Regions from separate parts of the Oryctolagus cuniculus genome. Here region 1 is linked to region 2. Evidence: chromatin contacts called from public Hi-C data. All regions are on one chromosome and are shown on one strand. Each heading gives the region's core, a stretch centred on a gene start, on an enhancer-like site or on the middle of the called end of the contact. The rest is flanking DNA. Distances are from core to core; before and after follow the strand shown.

Region 1 (4,226 bases), core at 1,326-3,825, 340 kb after region 2:
GCACGGCGGGGCGGCCGGGCACCCTCCCGAGGGGCTGGAGTCGGGACAAAGCCGCAGGCGAGGCCCGCAGAGGCCAGTATGCGGGAAGACCAGGGCAGGGGAGGGGCTCCGTGACCCAGCGCGGCCTCTCCCCGGGGCCTCTGCTCCCAGAGGAGCCGGGGGCGCGCGGTGGAAACGGAGAGCGAAGCCCGGAGGCGGCGGCGGCGGCGGCGGGGGGGGGGGGGGGGAGTGCGTGTGCGTGTCCCCGCACAAACGTGCGCACCCCGGGGACCCGCGACAGGAAGCTGGCCTGGGTGTCCAGGGTGCGAGCGCCAGGGGTCGAGGCCCCAGCACTAGGCGCGGAAAGGCGCGCACGGCGACCGCTGCGCTCCCCTAGAGACCCTCGTCCCGCCGGCGCGGCGCAGACAATGAACTCCTGGCGGAGGCTCCCTGCCCGGTTGGCCTCGGCGGAGGAGGCAGGAAGTGCGGGGGCCCGGGCGCAGAGCGCGGCCTGGGCAGAGGCGGGGAGGGGGCGCCGGGCGGCCGGGGCCAGGGCTGGGGCGCGCGCAAGCAGCGACCGCCGCGTTCCGCGTCCCGGGGCACCAGGCGGAGGCCGGAGAATCAGCAGGCGACGGCAACCTCTGAGCTGCGGCCTCCCCGGCGCCCGTCCTTGCCGCCTCTTCCTTCCTCCCGCCGCCGCCGCGGCCGCCGCGATTCGCAATCCCCGCCAAGTCGGGCCCGCACCCCTTGATTGGCCACGCGGGCCCCGGGCCCGCACGGAGGGAGCGGCGGCGCGGGCCCCTCGCGGCGCCCCCAGGCCGGGGTCCCCGGCGGGCGCGGCGCCGGGCCGCAGAGAGTCCGGGGCGGCCAGGGTGTCCGCGGCGTGCCCCCTCGGCCGCCTCCGCCTCTCGCGCCCGGCCGCCTCCTCCCCCTCCTCCGCCTCCGCCTCCGCCGCCTCCTCCTCCTCCTCTCGGCTCGCTCGCGCGGTCCCCGGCCGCCCGCCCGCTCGCCGGTCCCTCCTCCCTCACTCCCTCCCTCCCCGCCCGCCCGCTCGCGCCTCCGCCGGGCCTCGCTCGCTCACCTTTCACCGAGCGCGGCTTCGCCTGCTTCCGCCTGGACATGTCCGGGGCTCCGGGCGCTCCGTCGCCCTGCGCGGCCGGCTCCCCCCGCCGCCCCCCACCGCTCCGGGCCGCCCTTCTCCCCCTTCTCCGCCTGCCTTTCGGAAACTTTTTTTTTTGCAGCCGGGTCGGCGGCCGTGGGGAGCGGACCGCAGGTCCGGGGCGGCCTCCCTTGGGGGGGCGGCCCGGGCCGGCCGAGGCCGCTCGGGGGCGGGGGGAGGCCCGGGGGGCGCGCCGGGGCCCTGCCTGTTGCAATGCGGCAGCCGGGGGCTCCCGGTCCCAGCGGCGGTCCCAGCGGCGCGGGGAGTCCGGAGGCCACTCGGCCGAGCCGAGTTATGCAAAAAAAAAAAAAAAAAAAAAAAAAGCCGCCCCCCTCCTCCTCCCCACCCCCCGCCGGCCCCCGGCCCCTGCGGCCCCCTCCCTCCCTCCCCCACCCCACCGCCACCCTCGCCCTCCTCCTCCTTCTCCTCCTCCTCCGCCCCTTGCCGGATTTTTGTGCAAAGTTTGCAGGCGTCCGGCCACGCAGCCCGGTGCGGAGCTCACAATGAACCCATCTGAGGAGGGGGAACGGGGCTGGAGTCGAAGGGTCTCAGGGGTAATGGAGACCGGGAGCGCGGGAGCGCAGTACTCCCTGAAAAAAAAAAAAATAGCCTTCAAATTATCCCCTGCCGCACACAAAAAAATAATAATAAATATTAATGGCTCAAAAATGCCCAAACGCCTGGTTTGGAGATTGTGATGGATGGGGACGGGGCGAGGGGGGTGGTCCCTCAACTCAGCCTACTTGGAGGGGGGCTCGGAACGGCCGCAGTGGCTCGGAAGCCGCGGCTCGGGGCCCCCGGCTCACGCCCCCTTCTCTGGTTCTCGGCTCGGTCCGGCACCGGCCCCCCGGAGGAGGAAGGGGCGCTCAGGCGGCGGCGGGCAGGCGCGCCCGTGCCCCGGGCATCGCTCAGCCCGTGCGCCGGGCCGCCGCTGCCTGCCCTCGGGCTGCGGTGCTCAGCGCGCGGCGCGCAGCCGATCTCCAGGCCGGTGCCAAGTCTCCGGCCCCGCTAGCTGCCTCCATGGGCCAGGGGCTCGGGGAGGGGGGAGGCGGCGGCCGCGGTGGCGGAGGAGGAGGTCGAGCTGGCGGCGGCGGCGGCCGGGCTCCCGTCCTCCCGGGCAGCGGCGGCGGCGGCTGCGCCCCGGCTCCTCCGCGCTCCAGCCGGCGCCGGCCCGCCCGCCAGCCTCCCTCGCGCTCCTGTCTTCTTTGTGGTCGCTGGCTCTCCTCCTCCCGATCCGGCTGCTGGGGCTGCACTGCAGAGACACATAATAAAGCCAGGCTTGGCTGGAAATGTAGCCGGGTCCCAGCAGGAGGATGTGAGGAGCGGAGTCCCGGCGGGGGAGCGCTCTGATCCCGTGGGGCGCCCCGCACTGCTCCGGCTCGGATCAGACGGAGAGAGGGCCAACAGCACCGAGCGATGGACAGCGCTGGAAATACAGCTCCGGCCGCCCGCAAAACCCGGACCGCGGCGGCGGCGGCAGGCACGGCGCGGGCGCGGGCGCGGGCACCGCAGCCGCACGCGGGACCCCGGCTCGGGCGCTGGCGGCGCGGGGTGGGGAGGGGAGGGGGGCCGGCGGTGGGTGGAGGGAACCGCACCGGGCCCGCCAGCTCGTCCAGATGCACCAGCGACGCAAATTGCGAAAAGTGTAGGAATGGGAAGCGATCTGAGATGGGTGCCTAGGCAATGCCACCCTGCGGGCGAGAACACTCCCCGGGGCCCGGCTTGGCCCCTCGCAGCTGCTGTCTTGCGTACTGATCGGTGTCCGACGACCACCACTGCCCCACGTCCCACAAACTCCTCCAACACAGGGCTCGCCGTGTGTCTCCTGCCCCAACACGCGGCGTTTGTAGGTGTCTCGCGGCCGCTGTGCACTTCCTAGCTACGACATCACCCCCAAAACGCTGCGGTGGCACCCCCTCCTGCTCACGATTGACAAAAAGGAATAAATCAGCTCCTACTGTCCACTAAGTTTTGCCCCCGCCACCAGGTGGCGCCGCGCGTCCCTGCCGCCCAGGGGCTCCCTGAGGCTCGGGTCCCAGAGCAGGCCCCGGAAGGGCTCACGCTCGGGAACGTGCTCCCCCTGCAGCTCCCCGAACTTCCCGGGAGGCCGCCCGCTCCCCTACCCACCGCCGCCGGCCAGCCCCGCAGTGGGGAGGCGCGGACACTGCCGCCCTCCCAGCGAATGGCGCCACCCTGGGCCGGCGCAACCCTGCGCCCCGAGAGCCGAGCGGGGGCGCGGCGCGGCGCTGGGGGTTATCAATCTCGCGGATCGATAAGTTGCCACTTGGAGAGGGAGGGCTGTGTCCCCACGGAGACGAGTTACCCAGGGCAACCTTTCACGGAAAAACCCGCTGCCCGCCGCGAGCAGCGCCGAACCCGGCCGGGCAGCGGCGCCCGCCCCAAGCAGGGTGCCCGCGCCCCGCAGCTCCCCAGCCCGCCCGCCAGCCGGGCCTGCGCCCCCCCTCGGCTCGCCTCTCGGTCCCGCCGGGCCCTGCTCGCCAGCCCCGTGCTGGGCTGATTGCCGAGGTGGATGCCACCCCCGCACCCCTGCGGCTGGGGAGTGCGGGCCGGCGGACGCGGAGAAAGGCCCGAGCGGAGGCGGGGGACCCGCGAGACGCAAAGCCGAGGCCCCCACTCTGACGGCGAGAAGGTCTCGGTCTAAGACAGGGACGTGCCCTAATCAGGACGGAGGCCCTGGGGGCCGCCCCCTGCCCGCGCGTGGGCTGCCACAGCCACCACCACCACCACCACCACCCTCCCGCCACCGCTGTCCCCGGACTCGTGCGTCCGAGGGGGTCCAATAGCCTGGCCTCCCGGAGGGAATGGGGACCGCCTCCCCGCAGCGCAGGGATGGCCGGCCTGGGTCTGACAGGGGTTGCCCAGGGCCAAGGCGAGGGCAGAGGCCGCGAGGCGCCGGGGAAGGAGCCAGGAAGGAGGGGCCGAGTCAGCCGCTGCCCCCACCCCCGCCGGCGCCTGGGACCGAGGCCCGCGGAGAGAGGCTGACAGGCGGCAGATGGCACACGCTGGGGGAGGGGGCGATTGGCCTCGGCTCCGGGGTGCCCCCGCCGCGGGCCGCCTCCCCTAGGGG
Region 2 (4,252 bases), core at 659-3,158:
GGGGGCGTTCCCCTTTGAGGGCCCAGGGGAGCTGTGTGTCATCAGGAAGACAGAGGCTCCGGGTGACTTCTTCACCGCATTCTTGGGGTGGATTTGTCTCTCCTGCTCTGTAGGAGGTGGATGAACCCGTCCCCAGGGCGCTCGGTGCACTGGGAGTGCTGCCAAGCGCAGTGGGCACTCAGACATCTCGGCAGCCCCCGAGCAGCACCCCCATTCCTACTCCCAGACTTAAAGGCCGGCCCTGAGCCCCATCCCAGTCCCCGGGGCCCCCTAGGAAGCCCCAATAACCTAGGGAGCCCTAAAGCTCAGACCGACTGCCCCGAGAGCTTGGATCCCACACTCACTTCCCAGATGAACAATCAGAGGACCAGAGCAAGGTGAGGCCTGGCCTGGAGCCACAGGGGGACCCGGTGACCACGAAGGGCAGGGCTCCCTGCCCAGTGCCTGTTCTTTGCACAAGAAGCATGCGGCCAGGCTGGATGCCCGCTGGCTGGGACGACACAGGGCCAGCATCCCCGAGCTCTGTCCCTGGGCTGTCTGTCCACACCAGGAGCTGGGGCAGGGGCAGAAGCCGGCTTCCCTGTGGATTGCTACACAAGACTTCTGTGCTCCTCAGAGTCTTCTTAGCGCCCCTGGAGGCCTCAGCCTGCTCTGTGGACATGGAGTGACCACCCACTGGCAGGCACCCCTCACACATGCCCACTGCACTGGCGCCTACCACGGTACCTCACCAAATTCTCACTGTCCCACCACAGCCTGACCTGGAGCTAGGTAGCAGCTGGCACCGGTGCCACAGCCACACTGCTGGCCTGCACCTGTCAGCCCTGGGCTTGTGGCTGCTGCTACAGGCTCCGACCTATGCATTCAGCAAACACAGGGAGAAGAAGCGGGCACCTGGCCCTTTGATTCTATCAGAATATCCAGAAAGTGAAGAGGGTAGCTAACCGGCAAATGCAAATCTGAAAGCAATTTTCTATGTTATGATCTTACTTATATTTGGAAAAAAACCTGCTCAAATCCTACTTGCAGTCATAACCAGTAGCGATAAAGACTACTGGAACAGCTAGTGTGTTCAGCATGCTCATTCATTTGTTGAACCAGCAAATATTTACTGAGCATCTAGTGCGTCCCAACACTGCTGTAGGTACTGGGGATAGCACCCTTGGAGCTGACTCCCGCCAGCACTGTCTCACCCACCCTCACAGGAGCTGCGGAGAGCTGGGAGAAGCATATTTCTACAGGAGCACTGTGAAAAGTTCACGGAAAATGGAATTAATACACTGATTTTGATGCTAACACTTTTTTTTAAATCCATGCAGGTTTTTTTATAACACGCATTTTCCACTGACTTTGTGGAGACCTGCTCCTAGGCACAGATTTCAAAAAGCTTTGCAACATGAAATTCTCTCTTAATAGCATTTTCCACCAACTTACAAAGAAATTCTTTGTCTTCATTTATTTTAGAGTCAGGGATGGAGACGTCCCCTGGTCACTCCTCAATCGCCTGCAGAGGCTGTCTGGGCCAAGCTACCAGCTGGGCCCTCAATCAGGGTCTCCCGTGTCGGGGGCAGGAGCCCAGTGGCTGGGGCACCGGGGGCTGCCACGGTGTGCAAGGCCCCGGGCTGGAGCCCAGGAGGGCTTGAACCCAGGCACCGCGAGGCCGCAGCTTCAGTAGCACGGATGAATTGGGAGAGGCCCGCAGCTCCCTCAGCGCCCAGAGCCCAGCCCCGCACTCCAGGCCGACCACCTGAGAGGGGCCCGGCCCCACCAGGGCGGAGCGCAGTGGGACCTCAGCAGAGTGGCGCGGGGCAGGCCGCGCCCCGGAACCCAGCGCCCAGCGCGCCCCCGGCCGCAGGACCCGGGCCAGGCAGGGCCGGCCTCTCCGAGCCCGCAGCGCCCTCGTGCGGGGCCCTGCGACGCGGGCCGGCTCGGGGCGGCTGGAGTCCCGCAGGGACCCCGCGGTTTTCAGTTTCCGCGGCTGGGTGGGGCCCGAGCCGGGGGCTTCGCGCTCCAGCCAGGAGCGGCCAGGGCAGGTGGAAATTACACACAGCTATTTCTGGAAACTTCTCAGATTTCTCAAGAGAGAGAAATTAATTTGCCTGTTTGGGCAAATAACACCAATTTTTTTCCCCCTGCTTAAGGTCATTTTGTTAAAATAAAATTGATTAACGTTCTCTTTAAAGTTTAAGTAGAAAGTGCTCAAACATATTTTTATGCACAGAAGCGCGGTTGCGCCTTCGGTAATTAATAACCACAAATAAGTGACGGCCACGCGGCTCCGCGGGGCGGGTGCAGGGTGGGCGGGGCCGGCGCCGGCAGGGCCAATCGGGGCTCAGGGGCGGGAGGGGGCGGTGCCCGGGCCCGCGGTGCGCTCCTGGCGCAGGCAGGTGTCCCAGGTGAGAGCGATCGGACCGGGCGTGGGCGTCAGGAGCCGCCGCTTCTCGGGCGCCCTGCGAGAGGCCGGCGGGCTGAGGACAGGGACTCAGAGAGTTAGGTAGGCCACTCAGCCTGCCGTGCCTCCGCCGCCTGGAGCGAATCGGTGCCCGCTGACCTCTTTGCAAACTGAGCCCTCCCGAGTTTTCCCATTCCGCCAGCGGAAATGTGGAGGCTCGGAGAAGCGAAGTGCCGTGATTGAACTCGGGTTTGAACCCAGGTCTGCCAGGCTCCCTGGTTTTCACACGATAAAGTGTCGGGGGAGGGGTGGCTCCAAAAAGTCCCAGGAAAAAATGGAATTAGAAGGTGAGTTTATTTGGGTACAATTTTGCTTTAATTCATACATCGTTTTTACATAATATGTATTTTTCATGAGCTTTTTAAAGCCTTCTCATACATATTCTCCCCCTGGGCCTTTCCAGGTCATTAATTCAATTTTAAAAAAAAAAATTATTTATTTATTGAAAAGGCACAGAACAGAGAGGGAGAGACCAAGAGCTTTCCTTTGCTGGTTCACTCCCCCAGATAGCCACAACAGTGAGGTCTTGACCAGGCCAAAGCCAGGAGCTAGAAATTCCATCCAGGCCTCCCACGTGGATGCAGGGGCCCAAGCCCTTGGGCCATCTTCTGCTGCTGTCCCAGGCGCATCAGCAGGGAGCTGGATGGGAAGCAGAGCAGCCGGGACTCGAACCAGCAACTCCAACATGGGATGCCTATGTTGCAAGCAGCAGCTTCACCCTCTGTACCACAACACCAGCCCCAAATTCAGTTTTATATTCCATTTCTGCATCCATTTAATTAACAATTCCCTGCTCCAGAAGTGATGGAGAAGGTGCAGGCAGTCTGTGGAAGTCTTTGGTGCAGTTTGCCAAGGCTAGCCCATTCCCACTTCCTCCACGCCACGGTAGGACTGCCCTTCCTGGCTCCCATGTGAGGGAGTAGGGCCATGTGCCGACTGATGGCCGGTGCACTGTGGCTGAAGTGGACGTTTGTGTGGGTGTATGGGGAGGGGGTTCTCCCAGGCAAGAACACTGAATTGAGAGTCTGCAATTCCCCGCAAGTTCTTTCCTTCCCTCGGATTGGTTACCGGCCACATTTAAGGTGGCGTTGTTGGCTCGCAGAGCCTGACTCTAAGGACTATGATGAAGAAAGACGCCCGAGGACGCAGGATGGCCCTGTGATAAAGTGAGCAATGCATCTGCTCTACCATGCCGCAGAGACTTTGGACTTTTGTGACTGTGCCCTAACCCAGCCTAGCGTGACCGATGCACAGTCCTGTAGACAGGCAGGTGCCACAGTGTGCGCCTGCCCAGTGATAGACTTACCAGAGCATTTTACCTAGCTGCAGGGTCACGGTAGCTCGGCTGGAGGATGAACAAGGCCAAGGCTAGAATGAGGTGACCAAGGCATTTTGGGGGGGTGGCACAAAATTTAAGTGAATGCCCAAACCCAGGTTAATATTTCCATGAAGTTTCTGAAGATCAACTTAATGAAAAAAAAAAAAAAATCCATGATGGACAAAATAGTGAAATGTTCAGTGAGACAGATCCAATGCTGTGTTTGTACCACTCTTCCTCCCCCACTTCCTCCCGATCCCAGTCCAGGCTCCAGCAAAATTCAATTTTTAAAAAATAAGCGGGGAGCCGGGGCCGCAACTCACTAGGCTAATCCTCCGCCTGCAGCGCTGGCACCCCAGGTTCTAGTCCCAGTTGGGGCGCCGGATTCTGTCCCGGTTGCTCCTCTTCTAGTCCAACTCTCTGCTGTGGCCCAGGAAGGCAGTGGAGGATGGCCCAGGTCCTTGGGCCCTGCACCCGTATGG

Evidence for each region. A called contact is a pair of places that touch in the nucleus more often than the background predicts.
Region 1: a Hi-C map of an unstated tissue shows a contact between it and region 2, with 2.3 times the contacts expected there. The contact joins the promoter of ZNF423 here to the enhancer-like site in region 2. A contact is called at or near these places in 2 of 6 Hi-C or Micro-C datasets (psoas muscle and an unstated tissue).

The regions. Positions count from the first base shown.
Region 1 is chr18:33,465,475-33,469,700 of mOryCun1.1, forward strand. ZNF423 (zinc finger protein 423) reads right to left here and starts at 2,576. Exons shown (of 8, transcript XM_051833900.2): 1 at 1,061-2,576. The coding sequence starts at 1,100.
Region 2 is chr18:33,130,908-33,135,159 of mOryCun1.1, forward strand. No RefSeq gene overlaps it. Among named protein-coding and RNA genes, the nearest start is that of C18H16orf78, 94 kb to the left of the region's middle. Within about 2 kb of position 1,909, at least 1 of the 8 cell types and tissues checked has an H3K27ac peak or open chromatin away from gene starts, as enhancers often do.